3 separate regions of the Zea mays genome follow, and regions 2 and 3 are each linked to region 1. Evidence: chromatin contacts called from public Hi-C data. All regions are on one chromosome and are shown on one strand. Each heading gives the region's core, a stretch centred on a gene start, on an enhancer-like site or on the middle of the called end of the contact. The rest is flanking DNA. Distances are from core to core; before and after follow the strand shown. Region 1 holds the start of LOC100272790. Region 2 holds the start of LOC100192963 (ribosomal protein). Region 3 holds the start of LOC100273665 (putative calcium-binding protein CML48).

The links. Hi-C and Micro-C count contacts between places; a contact is called where the count stands out from the background.
Region 2: a contact with region 1 is called in a Hi-C map of tassel, with 4 times the contacts expected there. The contact joins the promoter of LOC100192963 here to the promoter of LOC100272790 in region 1. A contact is called at or near these places in 2 of 25 Hi-C or Micro-C datasets (ear and tassel).
Region 3: a contact with region 1 is called in a Hi-C map of ear, with 2.1 times the contacts expected there. The contact joins the promoter of LOC100273665 here to the promoter of LOC100272790 in region 1. A contact is called at or near these places in 3 of 25 Hi-C or Micro-C datasets (bundle sheath, ear and endosperm).

The regions. Positions count from the first base shown.
Region 1 is chr4:55,391,226-55,394,566 of Zm-B73-REFERENCE-NAM-5.0, forward strand. LOC100272790 reads left to right here and starts at 1,416. Exons shown (of 5, transcript NM_001147243.1): 1 at 1,416-1,633; 2 at 1,864-1,967; 3 at 3,211-3,341.
Region 2 is chr4:54,868,657-54,872,032 of Zm-B73-REFERENCE-NAM-5.0, forward strand. It overlaps LOC100192963 (ribosomal protein), which reads right to left and starts at 1,513. Exons shown (of 6, transcript NM_001138139.2): 1 at 1,428-1,513; 2 at 1,282-1,310. The coding sequence starts at 1,286.
Region 3 is chr4:54,563,687-54,567,040 of Zm-B73-REFERENCE-NAM-5.0, forward strand. LOC100273665 (putative calcium-binding protein CML48) reads left to right here and starts at 1,959. Exons shown (of 5, transcript NM_001148078.2): 1 at 1,959-2,827. The coding sequence starts at 2,401.

The DNA.
Region 1 (3,341 bases), core at 166-2,665:
CCACTCATGAATAGTGGGAGTACAAGTAGTGGATTTTTACTCCCACGTGAAAGTGGAAGTGGGATGAAGCCAAAAGAAATAGCATGTCTCTTGTCGTTCCTTGAAGGGAAGCATGAGAGGGAGGAAGCTAAAACCACATGAGAGTGTTTCATTGTTTTTTGTATGACTTGCGACTTATGATAATTTCCTTTCTATCTGTTACAATTTTCTACAATAATTCAGCTTTGACTTGCATGACAAGTTTGGAACTAAATCCATCAAATCATAGAGATTGTAACCGAGTTAGTTTCCTAACTTTTTTGCGTGTGGTTATCCTTAGCCTAATCCTTATATATAATAGAGAGGACGTTCTCACCGAAATGCGGGAGAGACAACCAATCTACAACGAGTTAGGGTTTTAGATAAGGGAGGCTCCTCTATCCTTGACGCCGGTATGACAATGACGTTGGAGAGAGAGAAAATATGAAACCTCGATTCGCTGAAGAGTTTGCACAAGTTTGGGCAATCGATTTTTTAGGTTGTGATCATGTTACTTCTTAACGAGTTGATCTGCACTACGACATCTACGTACTGAAAAACACACATTGATTGGAAGGGTTGTGTTGGTCACATGATCTGTGTTTGGGCAATCATCGATCACTAGCAGCTATTTGCTAGTATACTCCTAGAAAATGTGCACAACAGTAGTAGAGGGCAGTTGGTTTGTTCTCGATGGCTGAGGTTCAAACCTTAGCATTTTCCTCGACGCGTGGGCGTTGGGAGGAGGTGCACAAAAAAAAACTCCCGATTTAAAGGTGTAGTGATGTGTGTCTACTGTTTACGGTGGTATGTTGAGTAGTGTACAACTCTATGATTGGGGTACATATATGGCGTGCTCCTGCGGTGCCCTTAATATATATCTTGATAAAAGTGTGACACAAAAGTTTAAGACGATTTTTCAACCTTTAATTTATAAGGAAGGCATATGAATTTATTGTTAAAGAATATATATGTATATATATTATTGAATATGCCCATAAGGTATCTATGTATGATGTTCATGGTTTTGATTGTAATATGATTTTTACCAACTATAAATCTATCGAGAAAAAATGCTATGTTCTAAATCAAAATATGATAAATAGTGACATCAAATTCGTTTTCGTACGTATGGGATCCGAATACATCTTTATAGAGACACGGTCCTGGAACGTTTTAAAGTTTGCAGCGACCGCACACCAACACCGCATCGTGCCGTACATTTCCTAGCTTCCTGCTCTGGCTGCCTCCTCCTCCGCGTACGCGTATAGATATTTGTGCTGACGAGACCAATTCTATTTTATTTGTTATCTTGTTTGGTGGTGGTTGTCTGCCCTCCATGCATCTCGCCATCTTCTATTTATAATAGCCCCGCCTTCTCTCTGTTACACGCCATACAATTCTCACACGCGCGCGCCCAACACACTAGCCTGCAGGATCGTCGAGCGCGAGGCGGCTGCCCCGCCGGCCGGTTCGTTCGCTCTATAGCTTGAGACCGATCCTAGCTAGGCCAAGACGATATCGGCGGCGATGATGATGGACGCGGCGAGGATCGTAGAGTACTTCAAGGGCAAGTGCATCCTCGTCACCGGCTCAACAGGGTTTCTTGGAAAGAGTAAGTACAAATGCATGCAGTTTCTATATATATAAACCTGCTAGCTAGCTAGCTAGCTAATACAAGTGTGTGTGTGTGCACCTTCGTTCTTTGCAAATTAAGTGTGTGCTCATATAGCCTTTTTTTGGGCTTGTGTTGAATGGTACTATTAGAAAAGCTAGGTAGAAGTACTGACGATTTAGTTTGTCGTCGTTGGAATGATATATATGCATATGGATATGATGATGCAGTCCTTGTGGAGAAGATACTGCGGGTGCAGCCTGACGTGCGCAAGATTTACCTGCTTGTACGCGCGGTCGACGAGCCATCAGCGAAGCAGCGCGTCCAACAAGAGGTACGTACGTACGGCCGGAGACAACCACATATGAATACTAATCGTAGTACGTAGTAGTGGTAACAATTAAGAAGGTGTATATAGCTAGTTAATTAGGGTCCCTACTGAAGTCGGCTATTTAGTTGGGTCGTTGTGTCATCATCAGCTCACTGACAGTACGTGCATATGCATGCATGGTCCAGATGGATGATAGAGCTAGCCAGCTAGGCAAGAAGGCACAGGCACGGTCAAGTCTTTTGTGTGTTTTTATGTATCGGCCGGCCCGTGCCGCGCGCGGGGGAGGACCGAGACCGATCGATCGATCGATCGACCGGCCCAAGGCGGCAGTAATTGCAACCGTACCTTATTCATCTCATTCATGGCGCCGCCACACCTACTCTCATCTCATTCTCATCTCACTGCTTTGACTGCTCCAATATATGCATGCATGCATGGCTGGATCTGCACGTCTCTCTCACTGCGTGTCCGCGTGGGGTCATATGCGGCTGTCCGATCGCTAGCTAGCTGAAAAGGGACAGGGGTATATATGTTCGAACCGACGGAGGCTTTGTTCGGTTTTAGGTGGATCTAGGAGAATTTAATTCCCTTTTCTATACAAATTTGTATGGGAGGGGATTTAAAGTCTGTTTAGTTCGCTGTCTAACTTACCATGCTTAGCTAACTTTTTTGTCTAACGTTAGTTCTTCAATTCAAACGACTAACCTTAGATAAACTGTGGCATATGCCCTTAATCCCACTAATCCTCTTAGAACTTATTCGGTTAGGAGTGAATTATTTCTCATCAATCCAACCTTTACCGAACAAGCCTTAATCTACCCTAACGGAACAAGTCCTAAACGGGCCGGCCGTGGTCTACCAATCAAGAATATTAATTGAATGAGCCATATATATGCGGCTAGCTGGCAGCTGGTTGGTTGGTGCGTGTAAATTGGATGATAATTTCATTCAAAATCTGACTTGCTATACGCATGCATGCTTCCTGGTTCCTGCCTCTAAACATAATGGCCATGGTCCAACTGCACCCACGTTATGCATCATGCAACAACAACCTCCAGCAATTCTTCTTCAATTAATACGGGGTATATATATGTTTAAAAAAAGAAGAAAACATACACATATATTCCAAAAAAGGCACTATTAATTACTGTATAGTAGCTAGAAGAGAAATTATTTATTTTTTTGCCTCAAATTACGTAACCATTTTATGGATCGGATCACACACACTCTGATCTATACACTACAGGTGATAGACACGGAGCTGTTCGGCCTGCTGAGAGAGAAACACGGCAAGGGCTTCCAGCAGTTCGTAGAGGCCAAGGTCGTCGCTTTGGCCGGAGACATCGTATACGACGGCCTGGGGCTGGAGGCAGCCGT
Region 2 (3,376 bases), core at 263-2,762, 520 kb before region 1:
ATGATGTCAGGTTGTTTAATGGTCCATCCCCAAGCTGTCATAAATCATGGATAAAAGTAATCCAGATAACACAAATAGAAATTTCTGAGCAACGCATCCAAGATCCGTCTAATGGTAACACAGCCGAAATTGAAGATGGTAGGATACAAATTTTGAGTCTCAAAGATTGTTCAAAAAATGTTTTCAGAAAACAAGAGAAAATGTCACAGAAAAGCCAAACTGGCATGCCATTATCATAACCAGCCAGCATTAAATTCTGCATTTCTCTTGTTGTAGGAAAGAGCACAAGAGCTGTTGTGGAAACCATGTGATTATCACACAGTCACACCTCACTTTCCAAACCCATCACTATTCCATGAAAAATAGTAAAACAACAAAATGCAGCCAGATGCCCAGATGGATCTAGGAAAACAGAACCAGTGCAAAGAGCAATAGTGCGCAGGACGAGGTCTCAGCAGCAGTGTTCCCTGCCTTCTATGCAAGCTGCCAGCAATGGCAGATTGAAAGGCTGGCCGCACAGCGGGGGAAGAGACCACTGACAAGCAGGGGGGCAAAGCCAAAATTTGAGATTGGGGGCTGCTAGGAGGGTATTTAGCATTATCTACATGGGGGTTAGCTGAGAAAATTAATGGATCCAACGTAATCAGGGGAGCATTGGGGGGGCATTGCCACCCTCCCCGTGCCCTTCGCCACTGCTGACAAGCACATTCTCTCTGGCACCAGCACCGCCTACTCCCGCCACCCCTCCTTTCCTATGTGGTGGCCCTCCCGCAGAGCCCTACCCACAATAAGCTCCATGAGGAGCTGGTGCCGCAACAGTAATGACACGCAGCTCAGCCTCGCCACCGCTCAGCGTAGCTGCGACCTGGACGCTGTCCCTAGCTGCCCTGCGACAGTAGGGGCTCCTAACTGACTGCATGCGCCGACCCGCCTCACACGCGTTTCTTGTAAACCCAACCCATCCCGATCCAAGACATAGTAAAACAAGTTCCATCCATTTACGCACAGCATATATTAGAACCCGTCACAAAAAAAAACGTTAAACAACGCCCCGTTAGCAGGCCTATATTGGATAGGCAACAGCTAAATCAATCATAAACAAATCAAAGCATGAAAGGGCTCCGAGATTTTTCATCATCCTAAAGGCATGATTCAACTGAAAATATCCCCTGTAGGACTAAATCTTATCATGGCAATCGACCAGATAACTACACGAAACAGGCATTTCTAGCGCAAAAAAACAGATGCACGACACAGTAGAAGCGACCAGAGAGAGAGTACCTCATGGCTGCAATCGATCAATCAACTCCCTGTAGAAGGAACAGAAATATGACACGGTGAAATGGAGACCAGATAGGGCACCAAAACATGTGATTTCGCAAATCGAGCCGTCAGCAAAAGAGGAGGACACGGCGGCGGAAGCGTACCTGCGTAGGGTTTGGCCCGAGGCGGCGACGGAGAGAGGAGAGAAAATGGGATGGAAACGGCGGCGACGGATGTTGTTATATGAGCTTATATGAGCGGTGGGAGCGGTCTCGAAGCAAAACCCTAGACCGAGCTCCCGATGGATGACGCGTGCTAAGCTTGGAACCGTCGGATGCGGGAAGAAACGTTATGGGCCATGGGGCCTCTTCCGGATGTATGTTGGTTAGGGTAATTCCGTCCCGACCCATACCGTTTTCTATATTTAATCTGACTGTTTCCGTATTTACTGTTAGAAATATAGGCATTTTCCGTATTATTTTAATTCCATAAATTAACATTATGATGATGACATATAAAATATGTTTAATCATAGAAATCATTATCTCAAATATATCCATAACAATATGGATCAAGAGAACATGAAACATATGAATCATATAAATATAATAAGCAAATAAACATGGAACATGTATTATTATGGAACAACTGAAATTAAACAGATAGCAACATAAACAGCATGACTGTAAAATTAAGACAAACAGATTTATCATATTACTAGTATGATCAGGCATCAGACACGTCATGATATAATACGACAAAACAGATTGGATAAATTTATGGCTATAAATAAAGCAGCAGGTATGAACATATATAATTTGCAGAATGAAAAACAGTAAGGAGATGAATTGATCATACCCAGTCATGCGCTCCGAGGATCTAGATCCTTGTCCAACTTCACTTGTCATGTCAGCAGGAAGAAGACTTTGGGCAGTCGCGTAGACGCTCCCCAAAAACCTAATTGTCGATCCCTCGTGCAAGGTCTCGAACGGCAAGGGCTCCGGAGGCACCTGCCCTCTCGCTTCTCTGTGCGCGCAGAGTCACGAGATGGAAATACCCTCACTCGGCTGCTGGACTGTGTTCTGAAAGTGTTTTCTCGCGTGTACCGAGTGACAGGGGTGCTCCTCTATTTAACCTCTCGCAGAGGGAAGCTGAAGGAGAAAGGTCGTCGAGTCACGCCAAGAGTCGGCCAGCTCTAGCCGAGTTATGCCATGAGTCGGCCAGCTCTCGCCGAGTCACGCCATAAGTCGGCAGCTGAAGGAGAAGGGTCACTCGGCTGGCTGACGAAGAGACAGGGTCACTCGGCTGACGCGGTTAGTGAGTGCTAAAAATTAACACAACCACACCACGCCCGCTCGCCTGCCTGCCTGCCTCGCCTCGCCTCGCCACGCCACGCCCGGCCCGGCCCGGCCGGCGGCGGCGGCGGCGCGCGCGCGCGTGTGGCACGCCCTTGTCCATTTCTTGACTTCTCAAGTTAAGTGGAATAAATCCCACCATATAAGTCAAGGCAAAAGACCCTTGGACTTCCAATGTGGTACTATTGGTATTCTCCACCATTACACACCATAGAGTTTATTCAATAAATGGGCCAAGTCCATAAAAGATCCAACAATCCCCACCAAACTCTAGGGTTTGTAATGATGAAGTATCAGAATCACAATCCTTTGATATACCAGTGTTTCGATGGAGACTGTTAAGTTGAACATCCATCTAGAATAAGAGTTTCACTTATTCACAACTGAACAATGGACTATGCCTTGAATTGACAGTTTTGTGCGAAATAAGATTCACTCAAATCCTTTGCTGATACTAGGCTGCAGAAGGGTATTCCCGCTGTTTAGAAGCATATAAGTCACACTTCAGTGCCTTTCATGAGTATTTAGGGATTACCCAAATCCCATAGACTGTGACTAGCAGTCTGACTCATATAGGTGTATTCCTCAGAAGATGTTCTGTAGGACAACATCTCACCTTTATAAGACTCTTGGAATACATTAAGGTAAAAACCATCCTGCCTTACAGATAGGAAAGATGTGCATCAGAAATGAGTTAAAGAAGGGATCTTTCCTAGCTTGTTTCTCCACTCTACTTCACGGGATCTCCGATCACATAG
Region 3 (3,354 bases), core at 709-3,208, 830 kb before region 1:
AACAGGTAAAGGCTAAGTCATTCCATGTCGGATATCTGGTCTAGAAGGCAATCTTGCCAATGAGCAGTAGGGACTAAAAGTTAGGCAAATGGTCCCCAAGCTGGGAAGTGCCTTACCGAGTTACACGGGTAATGCATACATACTAGAAACATTGCAAGGCGAGAAGTTACCTAAAGCATTAGATGTCTATTTTCTAAAACAACATCATACCATTGTATGTCAAGATGCTTAGGGTGTGTTTGGTTTGACTTTTGGCTTTGGCTTTTGCCCCTCTAAAAGCCAAAAGCTAACCAAAGGGCTGGATTTAGGAAGCAGCTTTTTCTAAAAGCCGACTTTCTCGTAGTGCAAATCTGAAAACACCCCTAGACCTGCTTTTAGTAGCTTTTCGGATGGAACTATGAAAACATATATCGAATAATTTTTAACGACTTTTAGTGGTTTCCACCAAACGGTTTTTAGCTTTTTAACAGCTTACAGCCTATAGCAGTTTTTTCCACAGCTCACAGCCCACAACAACTTTTTTCACAGCCACAACCCAACCAAACAGACCCTTAGAAGGCTGATGTTCTCACATCGAGTTTATTAAAACTTGTACCAGATGCTTTTGGCTCACTTAGCTCCACCAAAAGGCAGAGGGCATGTGTTGAGCACTATATTTGGAACTTGAACGGCGGACGGTCTGGCCGTGTGGCCCAGACGGTCCACGCCTTAGAACTTTGGAATTAGCACGAACGGTCTGTGAATAAATTAATTCAGCCTGAAACCCTTATCCCTTGCGTGATTATCCTAGCAAATCTCGCGATAACTATTGGAAATCATCTAGGAATTGGTCTAGACCTCCTCCCCTACTATACATGAAGGGGTACGACCGATTGAAATACACAACAATCGATCTATCAACCCAAATCTACCTTATGCATTAGAAGTAGGAGTAATTTAGCTCTAGTTATAGTTGTCTAACCTCAATCTTTACCTCTCTTCGGCTCAACATCGTCTCGAGACGTCTTAGGTAGCATGTCGATCCAAAGACAACCCAAATATGCTTCCTCTCCGATAGTGTCCCCCACGGGAGGTGAGATATAGGTTTTACAGAAGATTTACAAAGCGCTCTGCGCGCCTCACGGAGGGTCCGCCGCTCACACGCGGACGGTCCACACGCCTGCACGGAAGACCGAAGACCTCTTTGCAGTCACATACGGTCCGACCACTCATCATGGACGTGTTGTGCGTCGACCCTAGAGTTCGTTGAGTGATTGGCCCCAACAACGAGCTAACACCTTTAAGATATTCGCAGCAGATCATGTAAAATAGAGAATTTACACTATAGACAATACTATTATATCTAAGCTTTGGAAAATATTGAAATGTTAAATTCTAAGCCAAATAGATTACTAAGTACTCCCTTCGTTCGGCTCTTACTTTTTTATGTGTATATTTAAATGGGTGATTATAAATCTAAATATATATAAAACACATACATCAATTATTGTATAAATCTATTAAAAATACAAAACGATCGGAGGGAGTAAATTTCAGTTCCTCCAAAACAAACACATCCAAACGGCACTTAACTCAAAAAAAGAAGAAAAAAAAACTGACGAATAATCCAACATGATCCGACTCGCATAACCAGACCAGACCTTAGCGTTTGATCGGATCTATCTACTTGAGCATATATGTAGAAAATGGTGAAAAGGCAGCCGACTTGTATAGTCAAACGTGTGGAGTGATAGGGCATCGGCGGCCGCGGGAAAGCCAGAGCCGCGGCTGCTGGTGGGAGCCTGACGACGACGACGACGGTGGCGCACTCGTTTGTTTGTCCGCAGTCGCGTAGCGCGTACGCTCGCTTCGACGCGGCGTGGTGGAAGATGGCGAAGTTGGGTACGGACAGACGGTTCCTTAGCCAAGTTGCTCACGCCCGCACGACTGCTCACAACATGCACGCGTCGTCGTCACGGGTGTTTCCTTCCCCTCTCCCCCCTTTCTCATCTCGCGGTTCTTCTCCAAATCTCGGAGAGTTTTGATCAGAAACTTCACGTCGCTTCCATGACGCGTGCAGTGCATGAGATCGGCATGGCCAACTCAACTAGCTAGGACGGACGACACGGAGAAGAAAACAGATCGCGCCAACACGCATAAGATGGAAAAAAGTGTATGGATAGATAGATAGATACTCGTCACACCGCATGCGCACTTGCGCAGCATCTGCTCCTGAATTCCTCCGTTCCTGAACCAGTAGATCATTTTGTTTAACAGCAGGGTGCAGGGCCCGTTTCTGTTGCTCGGCACCCGTCCCATCCCACCCACCTGCTCACGACGACAGGCCAGCACGACACGGAGGGAGGAAGTAGCCAGGCCACCTCGCCTCGCCTCTACTCTCCCGCGGTCCCGCCCCATACCATGTCCGACTACAACCGCTACGGCCACAGCTACAGCTACGGCGGCGGGTACGGCCAAGGGCCAGCGCCCTCGGCCCCGCCGGCACCGCACATGCCCACCGCTACATCCGCCGCCCCGCCCTCCTCCTCCTCATACGGCGCGTACGCCGGGTACCCGCCCGCCTACCCTCCGCCGCCCTCGCAGGCGGCGGGCGGATTCGGTCCCGCTGGCTCCGGCTACGGCTTCGTCCCCGTCGCGTTCCCGCCGGGGACGCACCCGGACGTCGAGCGCGCCTTCCGGGCCGCCGACCGCGACTGCAGCGGCGCCATCGACGAGCGCGAGCTGCAGGGAGCGCTCTCCTCCGCCTACCACCGCTTCAGCGTCCGCACCGTTCGCCTCCTCATGTTCCTCTTCAACGACCCCTCCTCCTCCACGCCGTCACGGATGGGTAACTAACCCCCTCCCCCCCTGCCTCCTCGAATCGATCTCCCCTTCTCTTCTTGCACGTTGCATCGAGGATTCCCGATAATTCGGCCTCTGCAAAATTTGATGCCGCTACCATAATATTAATTGATATAGAGGTTCAGGTTCGCAATGATGCATGCCTGCCACCCATCATTCTTCTGGTTGCACAGTGATAGTTGAATTTGTTTCATTTCTAATCGTTCTCTTCATACTGCAACTTAGAATATGTGCTCAAACCTGGAATCGCACGGTGCTAGTTGCTGCTGCTCCTTCAGATAATATGAATGCTCAGTGATGCTAATTTAGAATATGCGTAACTTAGAATATGTGCTCATAAGCAGCAGTTGGCGCTGCACGCCATCCTTTCTAATTTAGCGGAATTGTTCTTTCTGTTAAGGTAAAAGATTCTGAAAAGTAGCATTCATCTCATCCCTTTATTCGGGACCTCTGTTGCATTTTATTTATTTATTTTCTTCAAAGCGGCTATAACATTTCCCTTGTCAGAATGGT